Linked DNA regions of Oryctolagus cuniculus: region 2 is linked to region 1. The links are chromatin contacts, called in public Micro-C maps. All regions are on one chromosome and are shown on one strand. Each heading gives the region's core, a stretch centred on a gene start, on an enhancer-like site or on the middle of the called end of the contact. The rest is flanking DNA. Distances are from core to core; before and after follow the strand shown.

Evidence for each region. A called contact is a pair of places that touch in the nucleus more often than the background predicts.
Region 2: a contact with region 1 is called in a Micro-C map of ear pinna, with 18 times the contacts expected there. The contact joins two enhancer-like sites. A contact is called at or near these places in 4 of 6 Hi-C or Micro-C datasets (ear pinna, psoas muscle, skin fibroblasts and 1 more).

Annotation. Positions count from the first base shown.
Region 1 is chr4:55,014,391-55,018,160 of mOryCun1.1, forward strand. No RefSeq gene overlaps it. Among named protein-coding and RNA genes, the nearest start is that of TMEM45A, 20 kb to the right of the region's middle. Within about 2 kb of position 1,706, at least 2 of the 8 cell types and tissues checked have an H3K27ac peak or open chromatin away from gene starts, as enhancers often do. A contact at or near this core is called in ear pinna, where this site is marked.
Region 2 is chr4:55,152,017-55,156,092 of mOryCun1.1, forward strand. No RefSeq gene overlaps it. Among named protein-coding and RNA genes, the nearest start is that of ADGRG7, 7.3 kb to the right of the region's middle. Within about 2 kb of position 2,380, at least 2 of the 8 cell types and tissues checked have an H3K27ac peak or open chromatin away from gene starts, as enhancers often do. A contact at or near this core is called in ear pinna, where this site is marked.

The DNA.
Region 1 (3,770 bases), core at 456-2,955:
ACTACAACATGGAGGAGTGTAGAAGATGCTGCATAAGTATCTCTCAGACAGCAAACTCTTCTGAAATTAGAGGCATGGCCACAGTTTTTGCTCCCAGGGGGATGGGCGCACCCACCCCCAAGGAATGTGGCCTCGGGAGCAGCAGGGGCCTAATGGATGTTAATTGGTACCTGGGGGCATTTTTGGGAATTTGTAAATTTGTAGGAGCATTTAAATGGGTTTGTCTCTGAAGATTTACAACACAGCTCTAATCCCTATCTTAGACCACCAGACCAAATTCCTTTTCCCAGATCCTTAAGTTGATATATAACCTTGCCTACGGTGGCTTGTAGAATTGTTGGTACCCTCTAAATAAAAGTGGGAGCGCATGACTATCCATTGGCACACTCTGAGAATGGACGCTCCCGTGTCCTGTGTCCTCATTTGAAAAGCCCCACAACGGAGGTAAGTTTATTTTCTCCTAAAAAAGTTTTGAAATTCATGCACATTTTTTTTCATAATAGAATTCTCCATGAACTTTTCAAAGTTAAATTTTTATTATTTATTTATCTGAGAGGAAGAGAGAGAGAACACATTCCCTTCCATTGGTTCATTCCCAGGGCTGGAGTTGGGTGAGGGCCAAAGCCTGGAAATTTGGAATACAACCCAGGTCTTCCACGTAGATGGCAGGAACCTAATTATTGGAGCCATCACCACTGTACCCTTATTGTCTACACTGATGGGAAACTGGAGTCAGGAGCCAGAGCTAGGAATAAAACCGAGGCACTTCAATGTGGGACTTGGGCATCTTAACCATAAGACTAGAGGTTTGCTCCTCCATGAACTTTTTCTTTTTAAAGATTTTATTTATTTATTTATTTGAAAGGCAGAGTCACAGAGAAGCAGAGGCAGAGAGAGAGTCTTCCATCCGCTGGTTCACTCCCCAAATGGCTGCAATGGCTGGAACTGGGCCGATCCGAAGACAGGAGCCGGGAGCTTCCTCCAGGTCTCCCCACGCTGGTGCAAGGGCCCAAGGACTTGGGCCATTTTCCACTGCTTTCCCAGGCCATAGCAGAGAGCTGGATCAGAAGTGAAGCAGCCAGGACTTGAACCGGTGCCCACATGGGATGCCGACACTGCAGGCGGTGGCGGCAGTTTACCCACTGGGCCACAGCACTGGCCCCCTTCCATGAACTTTTAGAAATACCCTTATATTTATTAGTCTCTCAGAATGAAAAATTGTGTTCAAAGTTACTATTTTCACTCCCTAAAATACAAACATTTTTGCTCATAAAGGTAACTGCTGATACACCTTCAATAATGTAGAAGCATATGAAACAGAAAATAAGAGTCAACTAGTAAAGCCAAGTGATGGAGTTGAGAACATCGTGCCTTTCAGCAACACTCTCAAGGCATTCTGGCTATTCTCCTCTAGAGGGCAAACTTGAACCAACATTTGGACAGGTAATGCCGGACGCAGAAGGCCAATGATTAAAATCACTATCAGTACTTTCAAACAGACAGGAGAGAACTGCAGCATTTCCTATCGAAACCCTCAGAGATTGGATTAAACCATTTAAATGCTTGATTATTTTTATGATTTATCAATATCCTTAAAGGTACAGATGAAGGAAGGTGACAAGCTGGTTATCTCCATGGGGCACAGCAAGGATGTAAAATACCATGAAGATGATTCACACTTGACACAATGGGAAACTCAAGGCTGCGAAGTGAGGGAGGGGTTATAAATTCTATTTTTCTGTCTTTGGAGTTTTAACCTTCTATGCCAACCTTGGATTATGTAATGCTGTTTTGGCTGAATTCTTACTGTAGCTTTGGTGCCTGTCACCAGGTTAATTGACTGAGCACAGCTCCTCCCTACCTGCAAGTACAGAAATGTGAGGGAAAAAAATCAATAGTGAATTATGAAACCCTGTATTTTGTCCAGCTTCGGCAAGTGTGTGCCCTGTAGCTGTTAAGTGGCTTAGATCCCAGGATCCAGTCATACCTTGCTACAATAGAACGTGCCTTGATTCATTTTCTCTGAGTCTCTCCCTTGCTTAATAATTGCCAAGATTCATTTTTTTTTTGCCTGCCTGCAGTGCGCTGGGAATACAACAAGAAAAACAGATCAAAGCTGCTGGCTTTAAGGAGCTGGCATTCCCATGATGTAGATAGATAGCAAACAACAATCAAAGAAATGCGTAGCATAAAATCAGGAGCACAGAGATGATGATCTTTTAGATAGGATTCCAAAAACACCCATCTGATGCGATGATGTTGGAGCCGAGGTATGAATGAAATGAGGGAAAAAGGTCCCAGGCAGGGGTACAGCCGTGCGAAAGCACTGAGGTGAGAGCTGGCTGGCTTTGTTTACCAATAGTAAGGTATTGCTGGAAAGGAGTGAACAAAAGCATGCAGTGGGAACTGAGTTTGGAAAATGCCAAAGCCAGATAATCTAAGGCCTGGCTGGTTGTTAGCTTAAGTGCTATGGAAAGTTACAGGAAGGTTTTGAGTGTTTAAGTCATATGACCTGATTAATTTCATGGAAGGATACATTACAGGTGGCAACATTGCTATACCACTTCAGCTACTTTATCAAGTTGCCTTCATTAGTCACTGTCAGTTCTGTGGCTGGAAGCTAAAGACACTTTTTTTTTTTCATTTGAAAGAGTTACACAAAGAGAGGAGACACACACACACACACAGTGAGAGAGAGGTCTTCCATCTGCTGGTTCACTCCCCAGATGGCCACAAAGGCTGGAGCTGCGCCGATCCAAAGCCAGGAGCCAGGAGCTTCCTCCGGGTCTCCCATGCGGGTACAGTGGCCTAAGGACTTGGGCCATCTTCTACTGCTTTCACAGGCCATAGCAAAGAGCTGGATGGGAAATGGAGCAGCCAGCTCTCGAACCGGCACCTGTATAGGATGCCGGTGCTTCAGGCCACGGTGTTAATCCACTGCACCACCATGCCAGTCCCAAAGACATTTTTGAAGTGGGAAAAACATGAAGGTAATCTCCATTTTAAGCCAAGATTATTTTCTTGGCAAACAGGATAGAGCAGGAACAGCCTTGTTGAAAGAATGGATGAATGAATCAACAACTGGTAATTGGAAAATCAGACTCGTTGACTGTATGTGAAGCCAATATGTTCTGAGCAGTGAAGCTTTTCCTGAGTGTTATAAGCTCATCAAAACTCAATTTCCTCTCTACTTCACTAATCCATGAGTATTTCCTAGGGGTTACATGGCTGCAGTATAATAGGCGCTGTTGGGATCACCAAGATGGGTGAGACACAGTTCTTAACCCTAAAGGAACTTCAATTTTACTCGGTAAAATAGACATGCTTAGATTGATATTTGACTGACACAACAAGATATAATAAGTGCTGAGTATCAAAATAAGGAGTTCTGGTATGAAAAACAGGAAGAGGCCAGCACCGTGGCATAGCAGGTTAAAGCCCTGGTCTGCAGTATCAGCATCCCTTATGTGCACTGGTTTGGGTCCTGGCTGCTCCACTTCTGATTCAGCTCTCTGCTATGGCCTGGGAAAGCAGTAGAGGATGGTCTAAGTCCTTGGGCCCCTGCACCCATGTGGGAGAAGACCCAGAAGAAGCTCCTGGCTCCTGGCTTTAGATCGGCCCAGCTCTAGCTGTTGCAGTTATTTGGGGACTGAGCCAGCGGGTGGGAGACTGCTCTCTCTTTCTCTGCCTCTGCCTCTGCCTCTCTGTAACTCTGCCTTTCAAATAAATAATTAAGGCTTTAAAAAAAAAAAGAAAGATAGGAAGGCAGT
Region 2 (4,076 bases), core at 1,130-3,629, 140 kb after region 1:
CACCCTAGACCACAGAGGTAGAGACTTGTCCTGAATCATGCAGTCAGTTAATGGCCAAGCCCATTTCAGGCTGTAAATCTCCTGAAATCAGAAGTGAAGGTTCTTTCCACTTTGGAGGCTACTTTCCTGCATAGTGAATGGCTCAGATCCTTTGTACCTGGAACTGCCTTATTTTTAAGACCAGGCATTTTCCCCCTTATCTCTGCTTATCACCCACTCATAGGAAGAGATGCCAGCTTCTTTTTGAATATCACTGGTGATTTGATTTGGTCAGGGATGGACAGGGATGGCTAGGACATACCAATCTTCCCAGAAAATGAAATCTTCTCAGTTTCTTACTCCTCCAGAAATGAGTCTTAAATTTATTTTGTTTCTAATGTACCTGTATTGGAAATAAATGGAGTACTGGATAGTGTAAAATAGCCTAACCACGGAAAAGACAACAGCAGCAATTCTACCCTCTAGTGGCAGATCAGGGAAACACAACTCATTAGCAAGCAATGTGGTTCACAAAGGGTCGTCATCTAGGTCACAAAAATGCTTAGACAAAGAGTTTGAGTTATTTTTGTGAAGATCTTACATTTTAATTTACTAGTACTGTAGTCCATTGTTATGCATCAAGTTGTGTCCCTGTCCCCAAATTCATATGTTGAAGTCCTAACTCCAGCACCTCAGAATGTGACATTATTTAGAAATTGTGCCATTTCAACATAATTCATGAAGATGAGACCATACTAGGGTAGGGTAGTCCCCAATCCAATATGACAAGTGTTCCTATATAAAGGGGAAAATTGTACACAGAGAGAGAGAGAGAGAGAGAAAGAGAGAGAGAGAGAGAGAGAGAGAGAGAGAGATACCAGGTAGATATCAAGGCAGAGGTTGGGGTGATGCATCTAAAAGTCAAGGACCACCAAAGACTGGAAGCAAACCACCAGAGAGTAAAGGAGAAACAGGGAGAACATCTTTCCACAGCATATTCAAGGACTGTTCATGGCCCTGCCAATATCTTGGTCTTGACTTTCTAGCTGCTAGAATTGTGAGACAATGCATTTGTCATGTTTGAGCCTTTCAGTTTATGGTAGTTTGTGATAGCAGTCTTTGCAAATGAATACAGCCCCATTTCATTAGCATTAAGTTTTTTAAAAGATTTTGTTTATTTATTTGAGAGGCAGAGTTGCAGACAGAGAGAGGGAGAGAAAGAGAGAGGTCTTTCATCTACTGGTTCACTCTCCAAATGTCCCCAATAGCCAGAGCTGGGTCGATCCTAAGTCAGGAGCTAGGAGCCAGGAGCCAGGAGCCAGGAGCTTCTTCCAGGTATCCCATGAGGTGCAGGGACCCAAGCACTTGGGCCATCTTTTACTGCTTTCCCAGGCCATGTCAGTGAGCTGGATCGGAAGTGGAGCAGCTGGGTCTCGAACTGGCGCCCATATGGGATGCTGACACCACGGGTGGAGGCTTAGCCTACTATGCCACAGTGCTGACCCCAGTATTAGTGTCTTTTTTAAAATTTATTTTGTTTATTTGAAAGACAGAGTTACAGAGAGAGAGAGAGAGAGAGAGAGAGAGAGAAGGTCTTCCCTCCTCTGATTCACTCCCCAGATGGCCACAATGGTCAGAGTTGTGCCAATCCGAAGCCAGGAGCTAGGAGCTTCGTCCGGATCTCCCACATGGGTGCAGGAGCCCAAGGACTTGTGCCTTCTTCTACTGCTATCCCAGGCCACAGCAGAGAGCTGGATCGGAAGAGGAGCAGCCAGGACCAGAACCAGCACCCATATGGGATGCTGGTGCTTCAGGCCAGGGCTTTAACCCCCTGCACCATAGCGCTGCCCCCCTGCCCCGCATTAGTTTTTTAAAAGGATTTATTTATTTATTTGAAAGGCAAAGTGACAGGATGAGAGAGAGAGAGAGAGAGAGTGAGAGCACTTTGATCCACTCCCCAGATACCAGCAACAAGCCAGGGCTAGGCCAGGCAAAAGCCAGTAGCCAGGAATTCCCTCCAGATCTCCCACAGGGGAGGCAGGAACTCAAGTACTTGGGCCTTCCAGGTGCAATAGCAGGAAGCTGGATCCATACACTCTGATATGGGATGTGGGTGTCCCAAGCAGCTTAATCTGCTGCACCACAATGCCTGCCCCTAGCATTAGCTTTAAGCTTAATGTTTTTGATTTCAAAATAGGGCATGTGCTAGAGCTGGAGCATGGTATGCTGAAGATAACACATACAGCAAATGCCAGCAATGAAGATAAAGCTCGCCCAAGTTTATTGCCAATCATAAAGTACATTATCCTTGTTGTGAAACTGACTTGGTTATATACTTGTACTGTTTTATGGCTCAACCAGTTTGGCCGGTTTTCTGAATCAGTCTTTGTCATTTCAACATTTCTCAAGTAGGTAGTTTTTATGCTTGTGAATCATTTGTCAGCTAGTGGCTGCTGTACTTGTTATCCTTCATGTCCTCTAATGTTTTATACACTGGCTCTCTACCTAGTGTCCTTGGGTATGTTGAGCCATTAATCATCATTCCAGGCATTATGGGCCTTCCTGTCTTGGAAAATGCAGGGTGCTTATTGCAAAAAGGTCCCTGTATTAGTCATCCAGAGAACTAGAACCAATAGGATACGTGTGTTTATACACACACACACACACACACACGCACACACATGCATGCACAAACATATGCACATATACATATAAATGTACATGTAAATAAGAAGAGAGGGATTTTAAGGAATTAGCTTATGCAATTGTAGAGGCTGGCAAGTTCAAAATATGTGGGGTAGACTAGCAGGCTGGGGAGAGTTGGTACTGCAGTTAAAGTACAGAGGCAGTCTGCTGGTAAAATCCCCTTGTTCCTCTGTTTCTACCAAGGCCTGTAACTAACTGACTGGTTGAGGCCCATCCGCTTTATGCAGGGTAATCTGTTTTACTCCAAGTCTATCCATTTAAATGGTAAATGTTCATTCTCATTTTAAAATGCCATCACAGAAACATTGATGGGCTGGCACTCTGGTGTAGCTAGTTAAGCCACTGCCTGAGATGCCGGCATCCCATATGGGTGTGTGTTTGAGACCTGGGTGCTTCACTTGTGATCCAGCTCCCTGCTAATGTGCCTGGGAAAGCAGTGGAAGATGGGCAAAGTGCTTGGGCCCCTGTATCCATGTGAGAGACCTGGAAGAATCTCCTGGCTCCTGGCTTCAGACCAGCCCAGCTCCAGCCATTGCAACCATTTGGGGGAGTGAACCAGCAGATGAAACATCTCTCTTTGTCTTTTCCTCTCTCTGTCTCTGTAACTCTGCCTTTTAAATAAATAAATAAATAAATAAATAAATAAATCTAAAAAAAGAAACATCTAGAATAATGTTTGGGCAAATATCTGGGTTACCATAGCCTAGACAAATTGGTAAATAAAAGGAACTATTTTAGCTCCTGATGAATCCCGCTTTCCTGAATTCATAAATTTGGAGCCCCCTCTACCCTTGAATCTGGACTGGATTTGAGACTTTCTTTAACCACTATAATGTGGTAGAAGCAACATGGAACAATTTCTGGTCCTAGACCTCAAAAGGTCTTGTTCTCTACTGTTGCTATCTTGAAACTCAGCTTCCATGCAAAGAAACAAAGCTGTTCTGTTGGGGTGGATTCTTAAGAAAGGAGACTCCAGAGGAGGAAAGATTGTAAGTTTGAGAGAGGTCCAGCCAACCTTGTCGCAGCTGAGACCCTAGACAGTAAGGAGGGCCATCTTGGACTCCCAAGCTTGGGTTCAGTTTCAGATGCCTCAGCCAAACAAACTTGTGGAGCAAAGCCATCCCTGCTGGGTCCTCTCCAAGAGTCAGTGGCTGGTGCCTTTAAGTCCCAAAGTTTTGGGGTGATCTGTTGTACAGCAATAGTAGGTAACTGATACTTACACGTTCATGAAAACAACAAAGCAAATGGAAAGATTTAGGATCCAGAATATAATCTCCTCACATTGTAAATGTTAGTGCTATTTTATGCAGAACATTGAAAACATCAGCTCATCTTGCCTCAGCTTATGACTTCCTATTACCACTTTCAGAAGAGCTGGGGTTGATGCAGGA